2 separate regions of the Capsicum annuum genome follow, and region 2 is linked to region 1. A link is a contact called in public Hi-C data. All regions are on one chromosome and are shown on one strand. The core of a region is the stretch at or near the end of the contact, and the rest is flanking DNA. Distances in the headings are between cores, read along the strand shown. Region 1 overlaps LOC107870346 (bifunctional purine biosynthesis protein PurH). Region 2 holds the start of LOC107870338.

Region 1 (6,854 bases), core at 3,580-6,079:
TCTTGAGCACCGTATGATATCTCGGGACCTATTTTCAGGGAATTACAAGGCATGATTTAAGTTTGTTGAAGAAGTTGAGGGTTTTTGAAGTTTTGGGTTTAGGTAGAACGGAATGCTTACATAGAAATAGTCACTGTACTTATAGACTCATAGAAGGCGTCATTTCATATTCCCAACCAATGATCAGTCGATGTGCGTGGGAATAGAATAGGCTTACCTTGCGTATACCAGCGGTTTTTATGTGAATAGACGTGTTTGTATCTTTTAATTAATTAAGAATAGGAAACGATGATCCAATGCATCGATTGGAGAGATATGGCAATAAAAGGACCCACATAGCATGTTTGATGAGTAATCATATAACTATTATAAAATATTTAATAGACCGTGTAAAGGATATATTGTAGATTAATGGTGTCTACCCTAGACAAAGATTTAAGTCAATTACAACTAAACGTTAAATTCTACAGAAATGATCATTTAACCCCCAAAACAGTAGCTTTACAACTGAAAAAAAGTCTATCTAACATTTGTTGGCCATGCTACATGTGGTTTGTTTGTGCCTGAATTTCTTGCATATTGAACACATATTCCTCCTTTTGGACTTGAATGTTTCACCGACACCCTTAATGGGTTTGACTTTCTTCCTTCGAAGTTTGGGATCGTAAGGGGATGGAAAGATCTTAGTGTCTTGTAATTCTTGTGGCATAGTCCATTCGAACTCTAGAGGGACAACGTTAATAACTTCGGAGTATGCAAGGAGGTAAGTTTCAACTTTATAAATTAACGAAGAGTACTCGTAGATGGAGTTACCATAACCTTCAACATCGCCATTCTTTTCTCGCAAAGCTGCCATCATATGTTTCCGCGCCATTTTCACCGAGTCATATTTCCTACAAGAACAACTCCTCTCCAAGAGATTGACCTTAGCAGTAACACTGTTGCCGAACACAGTGAATTGGTTGATTCCCCCGTTTGCATTAGTTACCTACAAGGAATCACTCGCATTCTTACTATCCCTTAGGATCTTTTCTACACAAGGCACAAATTTATTATTTGCACTACCGACAAAGGCATGCCTCTCCCAAAAGTTTTGACTAAATTTTCTAGCATTTGAATTGAATATGTACGATCCAGGGTACTCCCGTTCATCCGTCAATATCGAGTTGAGAGACTCGGCGATGTTTGTGTTCTTCATATCGTACCTATTTTTTGGGAAGTGTGCTCTACTCCATTTCTCAAAACCAAGCACATTTTCAAGGACATGTGCTGCCTCGGGGTAATTATTTTTCAATTCCACAAAATGCTCGCTAAACTCATCAAGAGAATAAGCTTCTCCACAGTGTTGATTTACACGAAGATTTTTAGTGAGGTGCCTCATGCAAATCCATGATGTGCACGACTGTAAACATGGGAAAAGGCATTGGCAAAGCTAATGTGCCTATCGAAGATGACACATAGATCTGGTTCATCTTCTACTATAGACTTCAACTTCTCAAAGAAGAAGGTCCAAGAAGCATCGTTCTCTTTATCCATAACATAAAATACAATTGAAAAGATATGATTTTCGATGTCCTGTGCAATGGCACTCAGCAACACACCCCCATACTTGCCATACAAATGTGTGCCATCGATGGTAATTACCTTTCTCATGTGGAAATATCCCCGTATGTAAGCTCCGAATGCTAAAAAGTAGTAAACGAATGATCTATCCATCCTGTTTATCATGATAGAGTAAGAAGACCCGGTATTCAATAACTCCACAATATGGGAAAAATCCGACAAGCAAGCACATCCGTGTTTTGGTATCACGCAAACGATGTTCTTTGTAATTATATTTCCTTTCCAAAACACCCAATAGCTTGTGTTGCAATGCATCTCCATAAACACAATCCTATGAATTTCTCTTATGCTTGGACCCTTACCATTCCGAAAATGATTTACACATAGTGAAGCAATCAATTTGGATGAGATTCTCTTATGTCTGCCTGTGGCATATTCGGCACCGCATGTATGGAACCCAACATACTTGTATATGTGACATCTGTCTGAGGATTCGTACTTCTTTGCCCGCAACAATCAGCTACAACCACGAGATACATATTTCGCCTTCAACAATTTGGTGCAGCTCTTCTCTGTAAAAGAATTAGAAGATTGCCTCGCCGTTGCTCCATCTAGTAGCATTTTGATCTCTTTCTTGTCGACCAATATTTGATCACAATAGAAATTGGTTTCATTGGCGAAGGAATGTCTTGGTTGTGATCTCATTCCACAATCTTCTTCTGCATCTTGCGAGTCCGAAATTCAAAAGTTTCAATTACTTTCCTAAATCTAATGTCTAGTCAAACTAAGACACTTAAATTCAGATAGAGAGAAATTCTTTGAGATCTGAATTCAAAATTCAATTTTATTCGATTTTCACTTATATGTCTATTGTTTATGCCGAAAATGATGACGGGTTCACATGAACTTGCTCCGGAGTCCTAACATTCTAGATCCGCCTCGGCCTCAGGTCTTGCTAGATTGTTGGCTAGCCATGCTGGATCCCCTGTTAATTTGACTCAAATGGTACATACAACTATGTTGGGATTCACTTCAAGAGCAGCATTTAGGAAAAAGTACAAGAACCAAGAGCAGTTCATTTCTATATTATGTGAATTCTTAAAGTTACTGGCTTTACTATTGCTGATTTTTACCCCTCAATCAAGTGGCTTCAAGATATAACTGGTCTTAGCCCTTAGGGCAAAATTGGAGAAGCTTCACCATGAAGTAGATAGGCTACTTGATGAGAATATAGATGACCATACTGATGTTAACAACACAAGTATGCATGAGGACCTGATGGATGTCCTTTTAAGAGTCCAAAATGATGGAAATTATGAATTAACTCGAAACAACATCAAAGCAGTGATCTTGGTTAGTAATCTTACTCCCTTCGCTTCATTTTTCGTTTTACTCTGTTCCAAAATAATGACATTTTTTTATCTGGAAGCTCTATGGCTTTAAACTTTTCATTATATGACCCATAGTGACATACTTTTAGAATCATATGTTTAAAACCACAAGTTTAAGGGGTACTTTTGGTTTGGCTCACAAGTCTTTTTTCTTAAATTTCATGTAGCCTAGTCATACACGTCCTATAAAATGAAACGTATTGAGATAAATTCTGGTTCTTCACAACATTTCGTTAGGAAAAGAAAAACGTATAGGACAACTAGATCTATTCTTCTTCCGGTGGGTAAGTTTTTCCCCTCCTTCCAACGACTAATTAACATATTCTAATTTGAGATGATGTCTTAGATGTAACAGGATATGTTTGCAGCCGGAACAGATACCTCAGCATCAACAGTTGATTGGACAATGGCAGAAATGCTCAAGAACCCAAGCGCCTTAGAGAAAGCACAAGAAGAAGTCAGGAGAGTTTTTAGTGAAAAAGGTTATGTGGATGAATCAATCTTTGATCAGTTGAAATACTTAAGAGCAGTTATCAAAGAGACACTCAGGTTGCATCCACCTGCCCCTTTTTTACTTCCAAGACTAAGTAGTGAAAACTGTAAAATTGATGGTTATGAAATACCAGAAAATTGGTGAATGTTTGGACAATTGGAAGATATTGGGAGGATGCAGAGTGCTTTAAACCAGAGAGATTTCTTGATAGTTCAATTGATTTCAATGGAAATAATTTTGAGTACATACCATTTGGCGCGGGAAGAAGGATGTGTCCTGGCATGTCATTTGGTCTAGCAAATGTAGAGCATCCATTGGCGCTTTTTCTATACCATTTTGATTGGAAGCTTCCCAACAGGATCAAACATGAAGACTTAGATATGAGTGAGGTGTATTTTGGTGTGACAGTGAGAAGAGAACTTAATATGCATGTAATTCCTATTGTCTCCAAGCCTGTGTAACAATAATAAAAGCATCTATGTATCTTGCTCTTTCTAATAAAGCTTAACCATCTATATATAAAGCTTAACCATCTATATATAGTAGATGTTGAACCCACTTCGACTAGTCTTATATTTACTTCTGAACCCCCTCAATGAAAATTCTGGCTCCGTCATTGCGTACTATCATAACTCAAGTTGGAGAACTTTCAGATAGTCCAAAAGGAAAATTAATTTTTCGGCAATTTCATTTATTGAGCAGCCTTTCTCCTTTTTTGTTTGTCTGATTTATTCCTTTGTATCTCCGGTGGAGACTAGATCAACGCTTGTATTTCTCCAAGAGAAACTCTATCTACACTATGAATCTTTAGGCAAGCGAAATGAGAGTAGCCTTGTGAGAGAGCAATACAAGCGTCATGTTGCTAAGCGAAGCAACATTATCAAATTTGCATTCAAAACTTGTACACTATTTAATTTGTCTAACCTCTACTTAGATTCGTTTTCATTTATAGCCTACTTATTAACATCTTAGGTAATAACCGCGTCGGGTACTAGCTTGGCTATGCTTATGTGGCATCAAAGTTAAGGATAGGGATTTGACTTTAAAGTCATGATGCAAAGGAGGGTCTTAAAAGTCATATTGCCAAGCCCCATGTCAGTGTGAAAATTGATTCTAGGTCCAATATCAACCAATCTGCTAGATGAGTGAGATGTTACATCTATCAGCTACAAGTCTCTGTAGCCAATTTTGTTAAACTAAAATAAGTGATGCAAGTCCAATTGAGCTCAGCAATCCAAAGTTATACCTGTAGGTTGGAAAGTAAGTAGCTCTACCGACGCGCACGACCAAAATATCTTACCATTGGACAGTGTACGAAACACACTCCAATGCGTATGAAGGTTCAAATTGACACGAATCCAACGCTAGGAGCAATTGCTGGGAAAGGTCTTATGTTAACATGTTGCGTAGACCGCAACTGCAAACTCAAATCGTCATGAGGTGAAGTTGTGATAACAAGAAGATGCCCTTCTCCGACCCTGACTGCCCGACTTGAGAGCGGACAGCTAATGCATTTCCGACCCTGACTGCCCGACTTGAGAGCTGACAACTAATGCATTTCACTTATTGAATAGGTCGGTCCATGACCAGTGGATGCCAAAGATGTCCTTAGGGTGATCTCGTAGTTCCTACGGGTGAAGATGATGGGGTTGGTTCGTGGATTTTCATTCTTCTTTTGTCGTATTTCGTTCGAAGGGTTGAAGGGAGATGCAAAGGCCAACTTGATCCTCTTCTCCAGAGATCTCAAATGAGGGAACCTGGGAGAGCCGCCAACTCCCAACCACGTTCATATATGACCCATACTAGATCTGACCAATTATCCATCCTATTTCTTCTATACTCTTGACAATCTATCTGTCTCAGTCGCTCTTGACAACCCATCTTTGTCTTTTAGTGGCACATTTCCGTGCTCTTCCCCCTTAATAAAAGTGAGCCATCAGATTGTGTACAAGATACTATCAATAGAATCCCCACAGCGATATCAAGGCAGAGGATTAATATGAAGTTGTGAAATCCGAATGCAGGACGAAGATCGCAGGTACATTTCTAAAGAATTAGGTATAGGTTTCTGCTTTGTAAAGATCGGAGTTCATGACACTAGGCACGATGTCTCCATAAATTTCACAAAGGATGATGATTCCAATCTACTATGGTACAAGAGAGTTATCGAAATTCAGGGATTGTAAACGTGCTTCAGAAGACATTCCTGTTGCTCTAATTTGGCCTTTGTTAAAACTAATATAACTAGGCAGAATAAGAGGCCCTTTAAACATGTCAAAAATACATGTTAATTTGACGTAATTTACAGCAAGTAATTCTGTAACTTCATAGAAAAATCATTACCAAAAAAAAAAAAAAACAATACTTCATAACAGATAAATAAAATTAGTAATCAGTACACTTGCATTATACTCATTCACTTCTGAGTGGACCCCAACATTGTTTTACCTAAATGATACAACTTAGCCCATCAAGCAGTTCGAAAACTACAATTTTGCTATAATACACACTCATACTCCTTATCATAGATTATTCCTCAAAACTATCAGAGATGAATGCTAGCTATCAAAAACACATGGTACAAACACTTTGGAAAGATAATAGATTACGAGTCTAATGATGCCCTACGCCCCTATCAAACATCTAATGCCTGAAGTGTCTCACGTTAGTGAAAACAAGCGAGACTCCGTACTTGTTACAGCACTCCACTGCATCCTTGTCCCTTATGCTACCTCCTGGTTCTGCAATAACACTCACTCCACTTTGACATGCCTCTTCAACAGCATCATTCCATGCTGATTTAATTCAGAAAAAAAAAATTGTTAAAGAGAAAAAACTTTATCAGAAACCAAAAGAAAAAATAGATCAGAAACATTTGTTCAAGGCACATTAGAAGATGATTAACACCTTCTTACAATAATTTCAGTTACCATTCTTTATGGTATATTTTCTTAAAATTTGCACTTTCGACTAGTCAGAGTTTGCCGAATCCTGGTGTCTCACTTTCTTTTAATGTAGGGTTTGCTCTACAGGTACATGCATAACGCAAATAAAGGTACGTACCAAATGGAAAGAAAGCATCACTAGCCAAAGCAGCTCCTTTTACTTCATCTCCAGCTTTCCTCAAAGCTATCCTCAAGCTCTCCCGACGATTTGGCTGTCCACTCCCCATTCCTAACATACAATTGTCCTGCAATACAAAAATTACATTTAGAAAACAATGAAAGGAATATGATTCATTAGATATATATCATGTAGAAAGTACCTTTGCAATTACTATGGCATTGCTCTTGACGTGCTTGACACATAACCAAGCAAACTGTGCATCAGTAAGCTCATTTTCTTGTGGAGTTTTGTCAGACATGACATTAAATTGGATATCTTCAGGGGTCAAATCATCTGAGTCC
Region 2 (7,419 bases), core at 1,476-3,975, 55 kb after region 1:
GAATATAGTGTATATTAGGTGTGTATATTTGTATACAATCTTGATCTTTCTGATTTTTAGTCCATTGATTTTGAAGGAGACTTGAATTTGAAGGAAATGGGCCTTCATGACCCATTATGAAAATGCAAAGGGCAAAGATTTCATTTAACACGCCACAAAATAAAAAGATAAAAGAATTAATATTCATCCAAAACCCAAAATGACATATTTCAAAGTAACAGAAAATATCATGAATTAATTTTCAAATGCTAGTATTGCTAAGATGAGAATGCATATGTAATTTTGAAAGAAAAGCAAAGCTACAGGTTGAAATGAAAAGGAAGAACGCATATTTACATGCTCCATGTCCATGGTTTATATTTAGATAAGAGACGAAGAAGAATAAGAGAAAAAGAAAAGATTATGCTCAGTAGATTAATATTCCAATAGATGTTGCAAAAAACTTCAAAAGGAAAACAAAGAAAAGAAATGTCAAGGACCAAATGAGCAAAGTAATTTGCAAGAAAATAAAATTAGGCATGCTTGACATGGTAAAATCACACCATCATGGGTGTAAGTTGGGTGTAAAAAGAAAGAAATGAAAGACTAATTTTTAAGAAAAACAAAGTCCGAAAAAAAAAAACATAGTATCAAGAGCCCCAAATAAGCAAAATCAAGAGTGATTTAAACAAATCAAATTATAGCCCATATTTAGAAGAAAACACATGAGAACACATTATTTTACCCTCCAAGGCATCATTAGTTCTTTCTTGGAATTATGAACAAAGAAGGACTATGAATCAAGCCTTTTAAACACACAACGAACTTAAAAATAGCTATAACAGTATAGAAGAACATAAAAAAAAACTTGACATCTTTTTTTAAAAAAATTTGACCAAGCATGTACCGATAATTTCACTTAACAACGGTGATCAAAACTAAGCAAAATACCTAAGAAGATTCACATGTTTCAACTATTTAAAATCATTCTATATTTCTTTTTGAGATCACAGGAATATTTAAATATGACGCGCTTTCTATTTATATTTGATATCAAACTTGAGGCAGTTTGACTCAACACATAATAAAAAATATTTATCTAAAATTAAGCTATTGTTATGTAGCATGTGATAATCTTTTCTTTAATTTAAAGACTTAAATAATAGATTTGAAAAATAGTAATTTTATTAGAAACCAAAATTTAGGTACATGTCACACTACCAATCAACTTAACTTTTGTTATAATTTTCTACAATATCAAATAATAATCTTTGATAAATAAATAATAAATAATTTAATTTTGTTGGATAAAAATTTTTGAACTAATTATTTTATTAATATTTAAATTTTGAAATTAACTATCATAAATAACTATTAAAATCTATAATCTATAATCTATAATATATTAAAATTGTGAAGAACTTTAGAAAAGTGATTTGAACTTTTTGCCCTTCATTAAAAGATCCCATAATAGACAAAATCTTCTTTTCACATTTTTTCTTCAATTTTTAATATTGAATATCGTCTAAAATAAATATACACAAAAAATTAAAAAGAGAAGATTTTCTACTTTTAGTTGAATTTCTAAATTTATGGCAATAAATTGTTAAGGAAAATACAACTTCAAAGAAATTATTATACAAAAAAAATTCTATATAAGTAAAGTTGAAAATATTTTTGAAAAATTGAAACTATTTTACATAAAATAGGTTAAGACTTCTAAAAGAAGAAGAAGAAAAAACCTCTTCCAAATATTAAATGCAATTCGTGTATCTCCATTAAAAAAGGTAGTGGACTTCACTCAAAAAAAAGGTATTGTTTTTATTTTAGGTTAGAACTATTATTCTTTAATTTTGTTATAATATTTTAGTTTATGAGTCTTTATATTTCTTTCTTTTTTTCAATTTTACAAGTTCGTTTTTAGGTTTATACAAATACATTATTTGAGAAATAAAATTTTATGACCATAGCTTTGTTATTGAGTAACTTTGTGATTTTTGAATCTCAAATTTCTATTTATATTACGTTTTGATTCTATTGATCATAACATTTACACAAAACTTTGTTATGAATTTTTTGTGTAAAAATTAAGTTTAATTATATTATTTTAATATCTTTATTATCGTATTATTTTATTATAATTTACAGGTAGTAGATAAATGCCAGTCAGCTTTGAATATTTTTTTTTTAAAAGGTTAGATTTAATTATAGTGTTTTGATGTCTCTACTTTGAGAATTTTTTTTTGTGTAAAGGTTAGATTTAGTTGTATTATTTTGATATCGCTATTATTGTAATATTGTATTGTAGTTGACAGTAGATGAATGTCGATCGACGTTGAAGAAAATCTTTTGCAAATGTTAAGTTTAATTGTATTGTTTTAATATCTCTATCATCGTATTATTTTATTGTTATTTTATTGTAGTTTACAGGTGGTAGATAAATTTCGATTGACTTTGAGATTTTTTTTTGTATATGTTAGATTTAATTAAATAAATTCTCGATCTTTACATGTTTAAAAAATGTTGAATTTAATTATTGTATTTTTCTTTATTATTTAAACAAATATTCTATTTATTTTAACGTTTGAACTCATTAAAGCGCACGTGTACCTAAATTAGTTTAATTTTAAATAACTAAAAGTTCATGTACAAGACACGTACTTTTTAACTAGTTAGATAAATATTTAATGATACTATTAATATTTTAATATCTATATTAAATTTCACTTATTTGATAAAAATTCACAAAATACATTCCTTTCGAAACATTACAAACATCTTTCTCTACTTCTCAAATTTCCTATTAGATTAAACTTACGTCTATAAAAAAATTGGAGTGAGGGGTGTATAACTTGCAGATACGGATTGCAATTTCTGAAGTAGAAAGAAATCAAAATGTGAGTTGTAGACGAGTCACCTCTGAGCAGTGTTGCAGGAGTGTGGGAGTGATATATGTCAGTCAGTTAGTAAAGGTGGCGGCATTCTTCTTTATCCATTCAAGCTCCACTTTCTAACATAACGTGTCACTCTCCAAGGGATCAACGTGTCTACTTCTTTCCCGACCCCACACTCTCTGATAAAGATTTTTCCTCACATTCTCCGTCCGACTTCCAGCTTCCGCATTCAACCAACCTTCCAATTATCCATCACTCACCAAGTAAAGCTCTCTCCTCTCTTTTTTTTCCCTCTTTTAACAAAAAGGAAAAGAGGCACCTTTCTTTCTGTCAAATGCTAGCTAAATGTATATGTATATATTTGTGTCATTTTGAAGTGTAAATTATGTGTTTCTTTCTTTGTTGCGTTTAGATATTTGATGTTTGTGTATTTATTTATCTGGGCTTTTTTTTCTTGGTTGGGTTGGTGTGAGTATTAATCAATTTTTGGCTTGATAAATTGACTGTTTTCATTATTTTATAGATTTGTGCAGAATGTGGTTCTTAGTCACTGTCTTTTGTGGACGGACATGGAACGTGCATTTAGGACAATTAGTTATTTATAGCAATAGCTGGCCCTGTAGTAAGAGTGATGCTATCATTTTGTCATTATGTTAGGCTGAAATTTAAGATGTTGAAAAAATAAAATTACGCATACCTTGTGTCTGATTTTAGACTTTTGGGATGTTCCAAAATGTCAAAAACCATGAAAGTTTTAGAAAGGCAGCCTTTTAGAAGGGGAGTTAGTCTCCATGCTACGGTGGAGGTAGAATTGTCACCCAGGGGCTTCAGATGAAACCCCTTTTTCCCCTCTATCGCTGTCAGTAGCGGACCCAGGATGTAGAGATCGTGGGTGCTCGGAAGGTTCGAACGCGTATGTTGATGCCCAAAGCTTTAAGGTTCTACTTGGAAATCAAACCACCTAGCTATCTTCATGCTTTAATGAGTTCTTTTCTAATTCGGTATACCAATTTTTATACATTTTTTATTTAACTATACCTAATCTACCACAAATTTAATGGGTGTTGGAGCACCAAAAAGATGGTGATAGGTCCGCCCCTATTCGCTGCCTTTGCCCCATGAGAGTTTTTGATAACAGATACAGTATTAATTCAGGCTTTTGCAAAAAGTGTACTGGTTCCAGCTGATTTTGGATAAACCTGTGAGGAAATACTATGAGTTTCGATTAAAAGATAAAATGACCTTGATGTCAAGCCCACGATTACTAGTGGGGTGAGTGGTGAGGACTTCCCTTTGATGCACAAGTTGTATTGGATTTAGATACATCATATTTACAGTGATGTTCCTATTTTGATTCTGTTTTCTTCGCGTCTTGGCTGACTATCTGGTTTGTGGGTGACGATTTACTGGGTGATTTCTGTATTTCATAATAGTGTTTTACTTGTTAATCCTATTTGTGTTTTGTCCTTTTGTTGTTCTTAGTAGTTCTGAAGTGTGGACTTGTAGTACTTTTTTGGTTTGTTGTCTAAGCTAATTGCTCTTAGTGTTATTGGTCGGTGCTGTCTATGGTGGCTGTGATTGATGGTGTTGGCATAGGGTCATGTCTTCGGGCGAGGCTTGGGTCGGGGTCGGGGTTGGGGTTGGGGGCGTGGACTAGGGCAGGGTAGGGGCGGGGGTAGGAAGGGTAAAGGGGATAAGGATGACTATAGGTTGAGAGTAGGGTCGTGGAACATAGGGTCTTTATCGGAGAAGTCATTAGAGCTAGTGAAAATTCTTAGAAAAAGGCGAATTAATATAGCTTGTCTCCAAGAAACCAAATGGGTAGGTTCTAAGGCGAGAGTAGTAGCTGGATATAAGTTGTGGTACTCGGGATGCGTAAGGAATAGGAATGGTGTAAGTATTTTATTAGATGATGAGCTTATGAAGCAAGTGGTAGAGGTTAAGAGGGTCAATGATAGGATGATGTCAATTAAGCTAGTTATTGGAGGGTTTTCTTGGAATATTATTAGTGCGTATGCACCCCATATAGGCTTGGATGATGAAGAGAAGAAGAAATTTTGGGAGGATTTGGACGAGATAGTGAGGAGTGTCCCAGTAATGAGAAGCTTTTCGTAGGAGGGGATTTCAATGGGCATATAGGGTCTTCTTCGAAAGGTTATGATGATGTGCATGGAGGACACAGGTTCGGTGTAAGGAATGTTGAAGGAGTGGCACATCTGGACTTTGCTCCGGCGTTTGGGTTGGTGGTAGTTAATTCGAACTTACCCAAGAAGGAGGTTCACTTGGTCACCTTCTGAAGTTCGGTTACCAAGACTCAGATTGACTTCTTGCTCCTTAGGAAAGGGGATAGGGGTATTTGTAAGGATTGTTAGGTCTTACCGAGTGAGGTTCTTTCGACCCAACATAGGCTTTTGGTGATGGACTTGGAGATCATAAAGGAGCGAATGAGAGTATGGAGGGTCAACTGAGGATTAGATGGGGGAGTCCGACTTTGGCCAGTGCACTGGATATAAGGGATAAGTTGATGGCGAGTAAGGCTTGGGGGAGTGGAGGGGATACAGATAGTATGTGCGATGAGACTGCCAACTGCATCAGGAAGACAGCTAGAGAGGTGTTGGGGGTCTCGAGTGGTCGTTCGGGCAAGTACCAAGTGGACTGGTGGTGGAACGAAGAGGTGAAGGGGAAGGTGGAGGTCAAGAAGAGAGCGTATACAAAGTTGGCAGAGAGTAAGGATGAAGAAGATAAACGAAAGAATAGCGAGGAGTATAAGATTGCTAAGCGAAAGACTAAGTTAGCAGTCACGAGGGCTAAGGATGCTGCTTTCGAAAGTTTATACACAGCGTTAGATAGTAAATGTGGGGATAAAAAGTTGTACAAGCTTGCCAAGGTTAGGGACAGGAGGACTCGGGACCTGGATCAGGTGAAGTGTATTAAGGATATGGACGGCAAAGTTTTGGTGGAGGAGGGTTATATTAGAAAGAGATGGCAGTCTTACTTTCATAAGCTCCTGAACGATGGAAAGGATACTAACATTGTGTTGGGGGAATTGGATCATTCCGAGAGGTTTCTCGATTATGGATATTATAGGCGCATTAAGGTGGAGGAGGTTAAGGGGGCTATTCGTAGGATGCGTAGAGGTAGAGCGACGGGGCCAGATAAAATTCCGGTGGATTTTTAGAAGTGCACAGAAGGGGCAGGTATGGAGTGGTTGACTCGGTTGTTTAACATAATTTTCAAGACGGCAAGGATGCCTGAAGCTTGGAGTTGGAGTATGATGATTCCGTTGTATAAGAATAAGGGCGACATTCAGGATTGCAATAATTATAGAGGTATCAAGTTGTTGAATCACAGTATGAAGGTTTGGGAGAAGGTGATAGAGTTGAGGTTGCAGAGGATTGTTACTATTTCTGAAAATCAATTTGGATTTATGCTAGGGTGCTCGACTACAGAAGCCATCCATCTCGTCAGGAGACTGGTGGAGCAGTATAGGGAAATGAAGAGGTGTTTGGAGGCTGGAGGTTTTTGGAAGCTATATTATATTTTAGGACGATTAAGGATATGTACGACGGAGCCAAGACTCGGGTTAGGGCTGGGGGAGAGGACTCAAAGCATTTTCCCATCTTGATGGGGTTACATCAAGGATCGACACTTAGTCCGTTTCTTTTTGCTTTGGTGATGGATGTTTTGACGCGGCATATTTAGGACGAGGTGCCTTATTGTTTGCTTTTTGCGGATGATGTAGTCTTGATTGACGAGATTTGTAGTGGAGTTAATGCTAAGTTGGAGGTTTGGAGGCAAACTATTAAGTCTAAAGGGTTTAGGTTGAGTAGATCCAAGACGGAATATTTGGAGTGTAAGTTCAGCGAGGTGTCTCATGAGCCCGATGTGGTTGTTACGCATGACACTCATTCTATCAGTAAGATAGATAGTTTTAAGTATTTGGGGTCGATGTTTCAGGATAATGGAGAGATTGACGAGGATGTCACTCATTGGATCGAGGTAGGGTGGATGAAATGGAGGCTCGCCTCCGGTATCTTGTGTGATAAAAAGGTACCTCCCAAACTTAAAGGCAAGTTCTACAGAGTGGTGGTTAGACCAGTTTTGTTGTATGGGGTGGAGTGTTGGCCTGTTAAGAAGACACACATCCAGAAGATATGAAGGTGGCGGAGATGAGAATGCTTCAGTGGATGTGTGGGTGTACTAGAAAAGATAGGATTAGAAATGAGGTTATTCGGGATAAGGTGAGAATGGCTTCGGTGGAGGAAAAGATGAGGAAAGTGAGGTTGAGATGGTTTGGTCATGTGATGCGGAGGAGCACGGATGCCCCAGTGTGGAGGTGTGAGAGGTTGGCTAGGGATGGTTTCAAGCGAGGTAGAGGTAGACCGAAGAAATATTGGAATAAGGTGATTAGACATGACATGGAGCAACTTCAGTTTATCGAGGACATGACCTTGGATAGGAAGTTATGGAGGAGGTGAATTAGGGTAGAAGGCTAGTCTGAGTTAGGATGTTGTATGTTTTGGTGGTTACTTAGAGTATCTTGCTT

The links. Hi-C and Micro-C count contacts between places; a contact is called where the count stands out from the background.
Region 2: a contact with region 1 is called in a Hi-C map of leaf, with 2.1 times the contacts expected there. The contact joins the promoter of LOC107870338 here to the enhancer-like site in region 1. A contact is called at or near these places in 3 of 5 Hi-C or Micro-C datasets (bud, leaf and placenta).

What each region holds. Positions count from the first base shown.
Region 1 is chr1:27,920,037-27,926,890 of UCD10Xv1.1, forward strand. LOC107870346 (bifunctional purine biosynthesis protein PurH) reads right to left here. Exons shown (of 12, transcript XM_016716842.2): 10 at 6,713-6,854; 11 at 6,511-6,637; 12 at 5,797-6,242. The coding sequence ends at 6,091. It also overlaps the pseudogene LOC124896120. Among protein-coding and RNA genes, the nearest start is that of LOC107870346, 9.9 kb to the right of the region's middle. Within about 2 kb of position 4,830, at least 3 of the 5 cell types and tissues checked have an H3K27ac peak or open chromatin away from gene starts, as enhancers often do. A contact at or near this core is called in leaf, where this site is marked.
Region 2 is chr1:27,976,867-27,984,285 of UCD10Xv1.1, forward strand. LOC107870338 reads left to right here and starts at 2,726. Exons shown (of 4, transcript XM_016716832.2): 1 at 2,726-3,136.